Linked DNA regions of Mus musculus: regions 2 and 3 are each linked to region 1. Evidence: chromatin contacts called from public Hi-C data. All regions are on one chromosome and are shown on one strand. The core of a region is the stretch at or near the end of the contact, and the rest is flanking DNA. Distances in the headings are between cores, read along the strand shown.

The links. Hi-C and Micro-C count contacts between places; a contact is called where the count stands out from the background.
Region 2: a contact with region 1 is called in a Hi-C map of uterus, with 6 times the contacts expected there. The contact joins two enhancer-like sites. A contact is called at or near these places in 1 of 39 promoter capture datasets (the C10 cell line), 16 of 484 Hi-C or Micro-C datasets (the AtT-20 cell line, the BV-2 cell line, the C10 cell line and 9 more) and 1 of 115 datasets of contacts at active chromatin or transcription factors (astrocytes).
Region 3: a contact with region 1 is called in a Hi-C map of uterus, with 13 times the contacts expected there. The contact joins two enhancer-like sites. A contact is called at or near these places in 4 of 484 Hi-C or Micro-C datasets (all in uterus).

What each region holds. Positions count from the first base shown.
Region 1 is chr2:144,633,334-144,638,386 of GRCm38.p6, reverse strand. It overlaps Dtd1 (D-tyrosyl-tRNA deacylase 1), which reads right to left. Exons shown (of 6, transcript NM_025314.3): 4 at 2,523-2,629. Among named protein-coding and RNA genes, the nearest start is that of Dtd1, 36 kb to the right of the region's middle. Within about 2 kb of position 2,251, at least 18 of the 459 cell types and tissues checked have an H3K27ac peak or open chromatin away from gene starts, as enhancers often do. A contact at or near this core is called in uterus, where this site is marked.
Region 2 is chr2:145,109,909-145,114,961 of GRCm38.p6, reverse strand. No RefSeq gene overlaps it. Among named protein-coding and RNA genes, the nearest start is that of Slc24a3, 55 kb to the left of the region's middle. Within about 2 kb of position 3,006, at least 1 of the 459 cell types and tissues checked has an H3K27ac peak or open chromatin away from gene starts, as enhancers often do. A contact at or near this core is called in uterus, where this site is marked.
Region 3 is chr2:145,053,536-145,058,588 of GRCm38.p6, reverse strand. No RefSeq gene overlaps it. Among named protein-coding and RNA genes, the nearest start is that of Slc24a3, 110 kb to the left of the region's middle. Within about 2 kb of position 2,173, at least 6 of the 459 cell types and tissues checked have an H3K27ac peak or open chromatin away from gene starts, as enhancers often do. A contact at or near this core is called in uterus, where this site is marked.

The DNA of each region.
Region 1 (5,053 bases), core at 1,002-3,501:
GCCCCCGAGGGCAGAGCAGAAGGAAGATGCCGAGGGACTCGCCCACTGTAGACCAGGAAGCACAGATGCCCCAGAGGCCCCAGAATGGCTCAGGGCACTCACTTGCCTAGTGTGCATGAGACAGTGGGATGAATTCCTAGCACCAGAGGAGGGCGAGGCCAGGAAGAGTAAGATGATGAGTAAGCAGGCCCTAGAGAGCTAAGTGAGGCTGCTGAGAGCCTGGAAAGGGGGAGTCAAAACCAGGCCAGACTGGCTGGGCAGGATGTGACCTGTGCCACCACCAAGGGTCTATATTCAAGGAGCCTCTATTCTGTCACCACCTTGAAAATGGTTGGGTTTTTTTTTTTTTTCTTATTGTCTTATTTCTCAGGGACATCAGAAAGTTTGGAATCCCTAATTAAGTAATCCCTGATTTCCAAAGGCACTACCCATGAAAAAAAGGCCGGCTGCTACTTGAGGAGCCACGTGGTACGAAGGAAAGCTCCTACGGGGTCTGAACAGGGGTCTTCACTTTGGCTCTGGCCTCAGCCCAGGAAGGGAAGCTTTGCTGCTACACTGAAGTGGGGAGTGGGGAGCAGCCGGGCTGATGCCATCTGCTGACCTCTTTCTCTGCAAAGAAAAGAGAACTGTCTGCCAAGACCAGAAGAAAGCCAGGGGCGTGCCGGGGGGGGGGGGGGGGGATGGAGAAATCTGGTAGACTCCACTGTAACCAGGCGGCAAGGTTAGCATGACTGCGGTGAGACAAACTGGTGTCGCATGCATACTGCCTGATGATGCCCTAAGAAGAGAACAAGATGGCTTTTGGACAGCCGCTCTTCCCACCACACCACAGTGCCTTGCTCTAACCACAGACACAAAATTGAGAAAAGGTCTACCGAACAGCATTCCAGAAAGGGTCAAGGTCGTGAAACACAGGAAAGACTAAGGAACTGACTCAGGTTGAACAAAACAAAGAGAAATGACAACTGTAATGCAATGGAATTTGCAATGTTGCACAGCTAAAACAAAAACTAGTTAGACTACAGGATGTGGTGCCTTCCTGTAAGATCTAGCCAAGCAGCAGAGGCGGCAGCCACAGCAACTGAGCACTGGCTGCTCATGCCTATAATCCTGGCACTTAGAAGAGTGTGGAAAGAGACTGACTGGGTTCAAGACCAGCCTGGACTACAAAGTGATACCTTGTGTCAGAAAAAGGAAGGAACGGAAAATGGGAAAGGAAAGAAAGGAGGAGGGAGAAGAGAAGAAAGAAAGGAGGAGGAAGAAGGGAGGGAGGGAGGGAGGGAGGGAGAGGGCGGGCTAGTGAGTTCATATAAGGCTCTAATGTAGCTAATAGTGTTGGATCAGGGCTAACTTCAGTATGTGATCACTCTAAATAATACATCAAAACTAGGAAAGCCAGGAAAGACTGTAGCAGGGTTCTGTGGGCTCTCCTGTGAGGCTCAAATTATCTCAAAGTTTACATTTCCCTGTAGATTGTTTGTGATTTTTAAAACGTTATCAGTAGGGGTTGGAGAGGTTGCTCAGCGGGTTGGAGCACTGACTGATCTTCCAAAGGTCCTGAGTTCAATTCCCAGCAACCACACAATGGTCATCTATACTAGGATCCAAAGCCCTCTTCTGGTATACAGATGAACATGCAGACTGAGCATTCATATAGATAGGTAGGTAGATAGATAGATAGATAGATAGATAGATAGATAGATAGATAGACAGACAAACAGACGGACAGATGGATGGACAGATGAAATGTGTCAGTAATAGCAACAACCTCAGTTCCACTTTTGAAGCTTAATGCCATGCAGACATGGTCCTACCTCTCAGCCAACACAAAGTGTCAATGGCTCCACACCAGCACTCAGCCTTGTTTATATCCTGCATCCCCCACGTGAGCTCATCGTTCCACTTTGCAGCATCCTAGGAAGGGGACGATGCTAGGAAGGAAGAGCAGGAACAGGCCTAGTTCCACAGCCTGCCATGCCTCATGTCTCTATCAAGTGGATTAATTAAAGCTTTTATATATGCTAAACACAATGGGACAGCATAAGTTTGCAAGACTATTACACATCCCTTTTCTCTGTTTTAATTACATTCTTCCTGAATGCTTATAGAGTTGGCAGTAAATCCAGGTCAGATGTTGCTTTAGAAAAATGAAGACTTATAAAGAATCTTGAGTGGCTCATCTACCACCCACACCTTGGACAAAATCCAATCCAGGTAACCACTCTCACTGGGTACACTAGCCAGGGTCGCTGCTCTGCTGCCACCCAGTGGCAACTGGGTGACATGACACCTAGCCCAAGAACTAGAAGAACAGACGCTTCTAAGAACACTTTGTCTACACGGTGGAGCAGAGACATGCTCAGGAGTTCTTGAGAAGAGAGAAAGTAAGATAGACGTGAGGCTGCAGCCATGAAGGGTTTCCTCCACCTCAGGATGAGGACTTCCCCAGAGACAATGATTAGGTCAAGGCACATTACCTATCTATACCCTCCAGACTGGCAGGCTCCAGGTTCTAGGCTTACCTGCTTTGGGTCAGAGCTAGCAGCTCCAGGAGCAGGGGACTCCAGCTCTATAGTCACAGGCCCATCGTTCTGAATGTGCACCTGCATGTAGGCACCAAACTTGCCATCTGAAAAAACAATCAAACAAATTCAAGAGTTGGAGACCCCAGGTTTACCTGGCCAAAGACCACATGGACAACAATGTAATAAAAATATAAAAACCTGGGCAGTGGGGCCTGCCAGACAACACAGGACAAATGGCCATCCCCATGAAGGACTTAGGAAGGGGAGGCAGCTAAACAGCACAAACATTACAGGCTGACCAAGAGAACTGGCAAAAAAAGACCTGGTAACACAGAATGCCATGTGTGTGGCAGGAAGGCACACTAGCACAGCCACTGAGCGATACCATCTTGGCCTCATGCCCATTAAAGGCTCTCATATCAATCCCCATTCGTTGGCCTTCTGGGTTTAAGGCAGCTTTATGACTCCAGTACAGAATCTTTCTCCAGGAGCCATGACTTCCACCACATCAGCTTTCCATTCTGATTCTTCCCAGTCCGTTCACTTCCTCCTTAATTCCACAAGGATTTAAAAAGACAGACAGACAGACACACACACACACACACACACACACACACACACACTAGCATTGGTTTTCCTCAGTGCACAGACAGTAACACCAGAGATGGTATTAAAAGCACCCAAACTGTCTGCCATCTTTTATAGGCAAGATAATCTGGTTCCCAGTGGGGAACCAAGTGTGCCCAAATAATGGTGGCTTTCTGTGATCTCTTATGATTAAAGTGGCCATTCAAATCAACAGAGCCTTTGTTTTATCTGTGTCACACTAGCTAAAAAGACATCAGCTGGGAAGGAAATCATGTGTTTAATTGCATGCTAAAATTATGGCTACAATTAGTAGCAAATTTCACCATCTACGCTCCTCAGGGAAGCTGCAGGCAGACTCAGGAGGAAGAGAATTATTTTCAACCTTGAATTTCTGTTGGCAGGATATACGGCACATGCTTCACTGTGGTTCTCATTCCAAGTAGTGAGAAATTATTTTTCTTTTCCTGTTTTTCTTCAGTTGGGAACAGAACTATTATCTGAATTTCCATTTGTACACACAATAAATCCAAAGACAGGTTTTAAGAGGTCTTAAAATGGTAACATTTTTTTCCAGTCCAGATCAAAGGGTGAAGTCCCCAAGAAAAATTACACTGGCCAGGGAAAATAAATACACTTTTAAAAATAAAAGACAAGAACATATCTACAAAATTACATCTGGTTTCATGTGGTGATATAATCGAGTTGTTCTTAACTATAAGTCTCAGGGTTCCACCCAGGGCTGCAGGACAAGCACGTGTCAAACATGTTTGTGCCACATGTTTCAGACACAAAAACCCCTGGCTGGGGCCCAGCATCTACACACTGGTCTCGGGCAGCTGCTGTTTGAGGCCCCCTCCTAATCAGGCTGGAAGGTGAACCACACATCAGGAATCACTACTGACCTGAGGCTGCTGTCCCTGCCTCTCTAGACAATGCTCAACTGACTCTCACCACATACCAAGAAGGTCCACCCCGCCAGTCTGGGGCCAGTCATCATGATTGCAATGAATGTGTAAAAAGCTTTGGTCCCTGTTACTAACGTACCTACCATTGGCCATCAGAGTATATGGTCAGTCTGAGGGACAGCCCAGACAACTGACCAGGAAACACAACAACAACAAATGTTATCAAAGGAAAAATGGAGTGACCAAGAGGCATGTGCTGTTGTTTCTACCATCCAGAGCACTGCCATGACCCACTGGGATGTGGCCCAATGTTAGGGGACATGGCACTAGACAAGAGCCTTGGGCTAGCTTGAACCAAGCCCATCTCCTATAGGCAGTTCCCTTCCACCCAGGAAGTGTTCTCACCACCCAGACTTCTTTCCTGTTCCACTCTTGACCTGTTCAGAGCCCAAGCAGAGCCCAAGGAGGAGTTGCTCGTGGAAACTCCAACACAGGGTGCACAAGCACCAGGCCATGGAAAGGCTATGGTCACTGTCTAAGCTGCAGGGCTTTGAATCCCAGGACTGGGAAGGATACTCATGGGGTTGGCACTGGCAAGCTTCTGGCATATGTAGCAGCTCTAGCCTCATGTGCAGAGCCTGCTTCCATGGAAACAGCAGTGTATCCCAGCATCACCACCTCCTCAGAGGACATGGCCTCACCAGAGCAACACACTGGGTCAACGACTGCAACACAGCAATGGATGCCTGGCTCCAGACAAACTGACTGCCAGTGGCAAGGGCTCTAGGATCCTGCAGCAGAAACCAGACTCTCCAGGAAAGACACCTCCTCAGACTTTCCTGGGAAGACAGCTGCTTGTCAACACATGGGGACAGTATGGGTAACTGAGCTTCTCAGAGTGTGAACAGCCAGACCTGAGTATAGATCTCTATTCTATACTGGAAGCCTTGAAGGGATCAAGAGAGGCAAACCCTAGACCATTAGTGATTCTCCCAGGCCCAGGCTCCCCTTCTGAAAGTGTTCTGCTTAGCTGTG
Region 2 (5,053 bases), core at 1,757-4,256, 480 kb before region 1:
AACAGGGCAGAGAAGAAGAAAAGCTATGTAGGACATTATGGCCTACAGAAAGACTCATACATGAATGTTTATAGCAGCTTTATTCCTAAAAGCCCCAAAGTGAATATGATCAGATACCCATTAACAAAAGGGAAGATGTAGATGCTGTAATCTTCTGATACAATAAAATACTATTCTATAGCAAGTATGTTGGTTATTGCCACATAGAAAGAAAGGTGTGGCAGAGCTTTATAAACAACATGGAAAGAAAATGTATGGCAACAGAAGAAATAAGTGGTGTCAGTTCTATAAAGTTCTAAGGCAGGGAAATGTCAACAGTGTAATGAAAAAGAGAGTGGCTGTCTGTGGTTCTGGAGGGCTATGATTAAGTGGAAATGAGTGCAAGGACACTTTCATAGTGATGGGAATGCCCACCATTTTCAAGGGGGTATGCAGTACACATTTGTCAAAACTCTGGCTCTATATGTTGGCCTGGATACCAAAGATGTCTCAATATCTTAACATCTAAGTTGGAAGGTAGCAGAATCCTATTCAAACCTTGGCTGTTCAGTACACTGGCTTCCTGTCAAATCTTCCTATTGGTTGTTAGTTTCATTAAAATGAAAACTCAGTCTTGGGTGGCTCAAGATCTTGGCACATAGACAGAACTGTCCAGAGGCCCAAGGGCAGTCTTCCCCAGGAGAAGCGAGGTACTAGCTATTGTAAACACACATTGGGTATAGATATACAGGGTTTACGAGACCCTGAATCGATGCTAATGAGAGCATCTGCTCTAGTTTCTAACTCAAACATCATCTGTCACAAGCATACTCCACAGGCCTGCTATAAGATTCTGCCCATTGATATGAACCATTTACCAGATGGCAAATGTTCTAGAAGTTATGTTCTACAGGAGAGATATTCCTAATAGGCAATAAAGAAGAAGGATGAAGGAAAAGAAAAAAATAGAAGAGGTGAAGCAGAGGAGAAGTGAGGGAAGGAAAAGGAAAGGAAATGAAGAGGAATATGGGGAAGGGATAAATTAAACAAGATACCCCCAAATGTAAAAGACCAAATTTTACAACTGGAAGCCTGCAGGATGGCTTATGGAAGCCTACAAACCAGACAGTATCTACACAGGGCACAGACCTCAACTAAAATAGAAACTTCTTTTGGAGACATATAACACATGTGCACACACATGTTCACATATCTGCAAGCATAGTTCAAAACTAGTTCAGTCTGGCAATACCATAGTAGCGATGATATTGCAAGCTCACCTCCAAGTCTAGCTTTGCAGTCTTTGATGTACAGCCAATGACACACACTCAACACTGGAGAATCCAGGTGGGATCATTCCCAGTATTATTACTGCTGCTTCATAAAAATGTAAGTTCGATAGCGAACCCTGGTGTATGTTTCAAACTATGGCTTCTTCCTGAATGTCCTATGAAGGCCGAGCTCTGTGGTGTTTGGCCCAATGAAAGTTTTAGCCACTGTGTGGCTAGCAAACTATTAGTCAAATACTAAATATCATAAAGTGGATTGAGAATTGAGTTCATTATCAGAACTTCAAAATACCAGGATTTTTAATCCATGCATTTGGAAAGAAGAAAGTGAATTGGACAACCTCCCAAATCCCTTCTTGTACCTTAATGAATGCCCTGTGGGATACAGTGCAGTATAGTCCTACAGAGAAGGCTATGGGTGGGCTTTCTGTGAAGTTGTTTTTATGTTTTGTTGTAGGCTTACACGTATTAAAAGCTCTTAATTTTGCTTGATTTTCCCATACCCCCTTCTGTGGGGATATTATACCCAGCCCCAGAGTAGATCACAGTTCACAGCATGGGAAACCCTAACACTTAGTGGCAGGCTAAAGACAGCACCAGGAGCAAATGGCCTTTCTGGCTGTAGAATGGATTCAGTTTCTGCTTCCCTCTAAAGGCATCCATCACTCTCCTCTTCTGCCCCATGGCTCCGACGGGATGGCCAGCAGGCATAAGTGCAGAGCTTGGTTTGGGGAAAGTAACTGATGTGGGACAAGGGAGTCAGGGTGGAGGAGAACAGGACACACTGATAAAATAATAAGAAAGACTACTGACCTCTTTCCCCCGGAGTTCCAGGAGTAACATCAGCAAGCACAAGAATGTCTTCTTCCATTTCTACCTTCTACCAGAATTCTTAAACAAACAAGTGTATGCATATACCAGTAGAGAACCACAGGTTACCGTGCCTTCAACAAGCTTTTCCATCTTAAATAAACAACACATATACACAGTGATTTTCTTTAGTTCTTCTGAGCACAGGACTCTTCAGACTCTGTTAGTAGAGCTTGCCTTTTCTGAGCCAGCAGGTAGCCCTAGCATGTTGTGAAGAAGCCGTAGCTGACATTCTCCATGAATCCTCTAATGTCAAATTGCCCTTCATTTCTCTTAATGTCCAATCTCTTAACTAAACCTGACCATGGAGTGGTTTCTTCACATGTATCATTTACCTTACCCTAAAAAGTTTCCCCCAAAAGTAGGCAGAGAGCCTGGCTAAAGAGCTGGAGCGTGCTAGCTCATCAACACAGGGAAACTTTATTTTAGGACGCCATAACCATTTGTTGTAGCTAATTGGCATTATCTTTTAAGCAATTAATTGTTCTTGTTTTCCTGAAAGAATTTAACAAACTAAAAGGCCCAGGAAAGCTATAGAGGTTGCAACCCCTCCAATCATTCGGTGGCCAATAAAGAGATTCCCTGAATTTCTAACTCAGGAGTCTGGGCTGACAATTAGTGCGAACCACTGAACCATTTTCCAACCAACCAGGACAAGACACCAGAGAACATTTGCCTAGGCTACTTTCATGGGAAGAAATGGGAACATTTCATCTTGAACTGGCTGGATGGCTAGAGCTGTTTGCTGAATCCTAAGATTCAGAAACTCAGGATTCTCGTTTTGAAAGTCTTTATTTCTACTAAGCCTAAGTAAGATACAGACCTTGGCTGCTACTAGCTTCACACCAATAAATAGATATTTATGTGTCCTGCTAACAAACAATGGTCACAGGTCTTCAAAAAGTTAGCAATCCTATTTTGGGGAAGATAATCCCTGGCTGAGACATCAAAAAGAAAAGACAAATTATCAACAAATAACTTAGCCTGAAGTATTTCAAACACACCATAAAATGAGTTGTGAAGGATTTTATAGACTAGTTGGGCTGATAAAATTCTTCCTTATATGTAGAAGAGCTCAAATGCTCGGTAAAAAATAAGAAGACCTTTGCCAAATGCATAAATAAATATCTCTCAGTTCTGCTCTCATGGATTCATAGTACATTTTCCAATTTCTCTGGCCCAGATTTCACACCTTTGCTTTGACTGTTCCCAGAATCATGGATAGTCACTTAAACAGGAACCATACCATAGCCAGGTGCTATAGAACAGGTTTCTCTAAGCAAAGGAGCTTCCACCTTCCTTGGATCAGTTGCTTGCAAGAGACAGTCATGAGCTGTTGATGACTGATGATGCCTTCAGGAAGGAAGAGATAGAAAGGGTCATTGGACCCTAACCTGGGATTCCAGCCACTTGTCTGCCACTTGTCTGACTTAATACTGGGTGTTCACAGGGACTCTGGAGATATTAAAGTGCATAAGCTGGTAAAGGTGAAGTAGAGTTATGACATCCTTCTTGGTGTCTGTGAGGAGCCACGATCTGTGAAAAGTGAAGATTTTAAAACATGGATATTTGAGGGTCATCCAGACTTCTGTAAGCAACCCCTTGCTCATGCTCTGTATCTACAAAATAGATAAGGTAACACCATCCTGTTCTGATTTCATTTCATATAACTTAGATAGTTCTCAGCCCCTCTACCCACCTCCCACCCAATGGTCACATCTGCCTTAGCAACATATCTGAGATTTCCATAGCCTTGACCACAGTCTGGATGCATTAACCAAAAGAACTGACAAGTTATATCTAAAATAGCTACTATGCTCAGTCAGGGATAAACATTTCAAGGTTACTCTAACCATCAATTAACTTTGATATAGGTTATGGTCTTTGTGAGGTTTGCCTTTAAGAACTCTGTATCCTTGAGCTTGGACACCAGTAGACTTTCAGAGACACAAGCCCACTGTTGGTCTGGCCATTAATAAAAAGGACCTAAAACTTCTCATTGGTTTAGTCAGAGTGGTTTTCAATAATATCACATGGAGCATTACAAGTAAACCCAATAATCTCGGTTGTATGCTTACCAAGAAAGCTGTAGGTTAACCTTGGCGGGGCAATACTTACCAAGAAGGCAGAGTACAGCTGGGAGTGGCAAGCATGCCTGTAATCCCAGCACTCAGGAAATGGAAGCATAATGACTGTAACAAGTTTGAGTTCTAGGGCATCCACAGCACAAAGGGAGACCCTGCCTCAATGATAAAGATGCAGATGGGTAGGTAACAGACTGGTCAGGCAAGGTGGTATCTACCTGTAATTCTAGGAAGCTTATTTAAGAGGACTGTGAGTTCTAAGCCAGCTTTGGATACATAGCAAGACATAAAAAGTTAAGTTAAAGTAAAGACAGTGCAGTGGCTGTGGATGCTGGTGATGCCTGGCCACATCCTCTCAAAACTCACTATTCCTGTGAATGCTGATCCACTAGGTCTTTCCAACTACAAGTGGTTTTGGTCGTTGCCAAGTCAAAGGCCATATCTGATACCCAGAACTGCCGTGCCTGGGCACAAGTAGATTGGAAGCACTAAGGAGTTGATACCCCTTTGGAACAGCCTTAAACCAAAAGCAGATAGAAATAGACAAATACCCCAGCATCGTTGTCCCAGTTACCTCAAAGTGCAGTAAACAACATACGCAATGTTGGCTTTTGTGATGGTTTGTATATGCTAGGCCCAGGGAGTAGCACTATTAGAAGGTGTGGCCTTGTTGCAGTAGGTGTGTCACTGTGGGTGTATGTTATAAGACTCTCATCTTAGCTTCCTGGAAGCCAGTATTCTGCTAGTAGTCTTCAGATTAAAATAAAGAACTCTCAGTTCTGCTTGCATCATGCCTGCCTCGGTGCTGCCATGTTCCTGCCTTGATGATAA
Region 3 (5,053 bases), core at 924-3,423, 420 kb before region 1:
CCCCTCCTCTGAAACTCCTAATGCTTCAAACACCTCCACCCTTCCTCTAAACAGCACACACTGAGGTCCTCATCTCAAGCATCTCACCATGAACTCAAGCATGGTGATATATGAATGAAGCTTACATGCCTGGTTTCCATATTCAACCTTGTGATTTTAGAGTTTCTCCTGTTGTGACATACAGCTAAGTTTTATTTGTCATCTCTGCAGTAGTAATAGCACATTAACAATGGCTCAGATAATTTATCAATTCTACTGTTGATGAATATTTACACTACTTCCAGATGGGGCATGTATCAGCCAGCTTTCCATTACTGTAACAAAACACCCAAGGAAAAGCTTTTTTTGTTGTTTAGGAGGCTTCAGTTTGTGCCAATTGGCTTCATTGCTGTTAGGTCTGTAGCAAAGGAACCTGGAAGAAGAGATTACTCCAAGTGCAGCCAGGAAACAGAGAGAAGGAGAAGGGGTGGGGGTCCCAATATTTCTCTCAAGAACTCCCATGACCCAGTTTCCTTTCACTGGGCTTTGCTTCACAAAAGTTCCATCGTTCCCAATGACACCATGGGACAGAAGGACCAACCCTTCCAAATATGGGTCTCTGGGGGATAGTGAAGAGCTGAGCTAAAGCAAAGTGGCTGAGAATACTGCTACCAGAGTCATTATAGTCTACACCATCTGATACAAAAATATGTCCACTGCCACAGGCCCTTCTTGCTCTGAGTCATACACCGGAAGGGTGGGTTGAATTGTCTGACGTTGCTGGGACCATCCTGCTCCAGTAACTGCTCCCACATGAGCCCATAACAGAATGCACCCTGGCCCTCAAGGTTGCCAGTGATTCTTCTGACACATGCTTGAAGCAGAAGCTCAGCTGCATCTGTGAGATTTTATTGAGACACCTTTGTTCATAATGCCACATAACTCCTGCTAAACTGCCGAATTGTGCTAGCAGAGACAAGAGACCAAGACAAACATGTGTGAAATAGTTATCCTCCACAAGCAGGGATGATCCAGAAGCCGGGGCTAATGATTATTTGGTGGATTGGCTGTGCCCAGAAACTGAGGAACAAGAAAACCTTAGCAATTGTCCCAGCTGATGGGACTCTATGACGAAAGTGGGGATTCATAGCATGTCTTGGTAGCTGCCACCACACACACACACGTGAGGGCAGTAAGAGCAAAGGCCAATGTAAAACATTTCACTCAGCTGGCTGTGTTTACATTCTATTTTCTTATCAAGATTAAGTACTGTCTCCCCAGCACCTCTGCTGACAGCTTTCTGGGAGTGTAAATAGTGTGAGATGTCCGCATTCTGTGTCCGTTTCAAGTTGAAAAGAGAGCAAAAATAAGAGTGTATTTTTAGAAGCTGGGAGACTGATTGGGCAGGTTGAGAGTAAAAGCAAATTCCAGCAATGAGCCCAAGAGGGTTTCTCTTAAATGCAAATATTCCGCCGGATCACAGAGAAGTTATGTGGATTTGAGATTAAACCGCAACAACAACGTTGGACCACTATCTCTTTGTATCCTCAAGCAAATTCAAGAGCAAGAGTGAAATTTTTCGATTTAAATAAATAAGTAGTGAAAGATGATCTTCCATCTGGTTGGAGTGAAGCCCTGCCTGGAGTTGAAGAGACAAACCAGACCCATGCCTCTCAAGGAAACAGCTTTGATGAGTATGGCAAGAATCCCTGATGCAAAATATGCATGACCTAAATGCTGGGACTGGGGGTGGTGGTGTGTGAGAGTAGTCATGTTTATGGTTTAGAGTAATTGGTAAAGGCCTTCCCAACCTCTTCTTCTTCTTCTTTACAAATCAAAACAAGTTAATTAAAACAAACAGAAACACCACATTTAATCCTTTCTATGTACAGATGGTATACTAAGTTACACAAAAATTCCAGTCTTTGAGGGAGCAAAGGTAGGTAAAGAGAACTCACCCCCTAGGAACCTGAAGCCAAATTGAGGAGACAGATGTGAGACCTATTACAGTACCACATGCTAGAGAGGAAACTCCATGGATGTCTGTGAGCACGATTGGGGCTTGGGATGTCCCCTCTGTCACAGCCAGCTAGCATCTGAGTAGATCCAGGAACCAAACAGACTAGGTCCACAAAGCTTTGGATTGATGCTGGCAGAGCAAACACAGAACACTGCCAGGACCTTTGCAGAAACCATCTGCTGTCTGCCTGCACCGCTGAGCACTCTACCTAAGATGGAGAGCCTTTCTTAGCACTTTCCTGAGAACCTTCAGATTTTCATGAGAAACTCTCAAGACCAATGGGAAGAACGTGGGTGGGAAGGCAGCAGTAAAAATAAGGTTAGTGTTCCTGGGAAGGCATCTGCAGCAGTGTTATCAAACATGAGCACTTAGCAAACCTTGTCTAGCTCTCACGTGTTAGACACTAGGCTTCCCAGACATCTTTCTGAGTTCTAGTCTTTCTGTCCGAGTTATGACAGCTCCTTCCATCCTGAAGCTGCAGCCTTCAAAACACTGGTTTCTTATTTCCTTCTGCATCCATGGAAGTCTTCATGCCTCTGTGAATCCCTTTATTTCTGTAACATATGTGTAGCTTTATTCTTTGACCAACTTCACATGTATTCATTTTCCACCTCAAAGTTGTAAATGAAAAAGGATGGTGTGTCTGGGGATGGCTTCATAGACTGTTAGGATTGTCTCATGCCAATATATTTAGGGAACCAAGTCGGAATCAGGTTACTTGGGGCAGAACTGTTCAGAGAATGTTCAAGTACATCCAAATGTCTATGAACTTAACTCTGAACAAGGTTAAGAGGGCACTGGAGTACTTAAAGCTGATGAAAAACTCACAAAGTCACATGCTAACATTTATCACTCATGATTCTGATAACACAACTCAACTACAGGCTATAGGTTGAGCTTGATTCAGGTTGATGTGACATTTGCTATATCCTAGGATGAAGGACCTACAGGAACCTGGGGAATGCACCACAGAACTAGTCAGGCTCTGCTACAATGATGGTGTGCAACAAAGAGAACAACTGGTCATTGCTATTGAGTTGCATGCACTGAACCTTTCTGAAATCATGACATAAGTTAGGCTTCATCATTGTTGCCCTGCACATTTCTCAGTTCACAATGAAAAAGCTTTGCTACCATGGCAACAATAAATAAAGAACCATGATATTTTGTGATCGTCACCACAGTAAGGCGTCCACACCCAGGAGATGGGATGGGTACTTTGCTAGGGTATAAAAGGAAAATATTTAAGTAATAAAATGTTGAAATCTGTATTTACATTTTAAAATGCACAAAAGAACCTTAGTCTTTTTACAGTTAATAGGGAGAATGGTGCAAGGTTACAGTGCATGTATATGCTAATTATATCGTCTAGGGAAATGAAGGAAGACTACAAACCCTGTATACATAGGGTCTGAATGTGAATTTTTTCCCACAAACACTCCCTTAATTGGAATTCCAGAGTATTAAGTCCTAATGACCTAAAACATCATCCATTGGGTTTAATGTACTGTCTTCTCCCCATGCATTCATTTCTCTGCGAAATACAGGGAAAATAATCAAAGTACACTCTGTAGGACCACACGCTGTTAAGAATTCCGGGGCCCAGCAAACACAGAAGTGGATGCTCACAGTCAGCTAATGGATGGATCATAGGGCTCCCAATGGAGGAGCTAGAGAAAGTAGCCAAGGAGCTAAAGGGATCTGCAACCCTATAGGTGGAACAACATTATGAGCTAACCAGTACCCCGGAGCTCTTGACTCTAGCTGCATATATATCAAAAGATGGCCTAGTCGGCCATCACTGGAAAGAGAGGCCCATTGGACTTGCAAACTTTATATGCCCCAGTACAGGGGAATACCAGGGCCAAAAAGGGGGAGTGGGTGGGCAGGGGAGTGGGGGTGGGTGGATATGGGGGACTTTTGGTATAGCATTGGAAATGTAAATGAGTTAAATACCTAATAAAAAATGGAAAAAAAAAAAAAAAGAATAGCTGTACAGAACCATCTCATTTGACAAGACAGTTGTTGAAAAAAATCACAACCAATGAGTGAACATGAAGGTTTTGCTTCTCATGGTGTTTAATATCTCTACCCAGTGCTTCACAAATTAAAGACATTCTTGTTACTGAACAAAATGTCACTCAGCTTGTAATAACTTTGTCTCCCTTGACAAAGAAAAACATGGCTAAAAGAATGTAGAGAAAACAATACTGCAACCAGCAAAGGCATCCTTCGGTCAGCAAGCACCACTGGAGTACACACAGGAAGACCATGGAACAACGGAGCATCTGAACCAGTGTCCCATGGAGGAGATTAGAAGCAGATCAAGTACAGATGTTTCTAACAAGTCTTAGCTTATGAGATTTGCCAGATTGCTTTCCATAATGAAATCCACAAAGAGACACTTTGGGTGAGTCACTACAATAAAGATGTGCATGGAAAGATAATCTTAACAATTGATGTCTTACTTAAATACACAGTCTTAGGAGATTAAAAGGGAATTCTGGGGTAAAACTACCAAGAATGTTTGATGTCAAACACACAGAAGCATTGCTTTCAGGTAAAGACTGGTGACAAATATATACTTTGCATCTCACAATGCACCAAGGATTATAGGATGTCAGCGGTACTGGAAAATTTATCAACACATGTCCTTGAGGTCAAATAGACTTTTACTCTATGTCATAATTGGAGGAGACTGCCCTTGAAACATTTTGGTATTATATAAAGCTTGCAGATTTTCTTACAGCAAAGTACTTTAAAAATATATGTCTGATTTAAAGTGATTTGCACGGTTTTCTAATACATTGCATGAAATTCTCAAAAATTAATAAGAGGTATTGCTTTTAAAAGAAAGGCAAGTGTACCCAATTTTCTCTTCAATCATGTGTTGACAAATGTCTGTCATTACTTTTGTCATTTATCACATTTTATTGTTTTAGAAGAAATGCCTTGCCTGTCCATTCATGGTAAAGGTGACATTTTTAGCAAAACATGAAGAAAAAAAAGCCCTGTTGTTTGAAATAAACATGCTTGGGGCTGGAGAGATGGCTC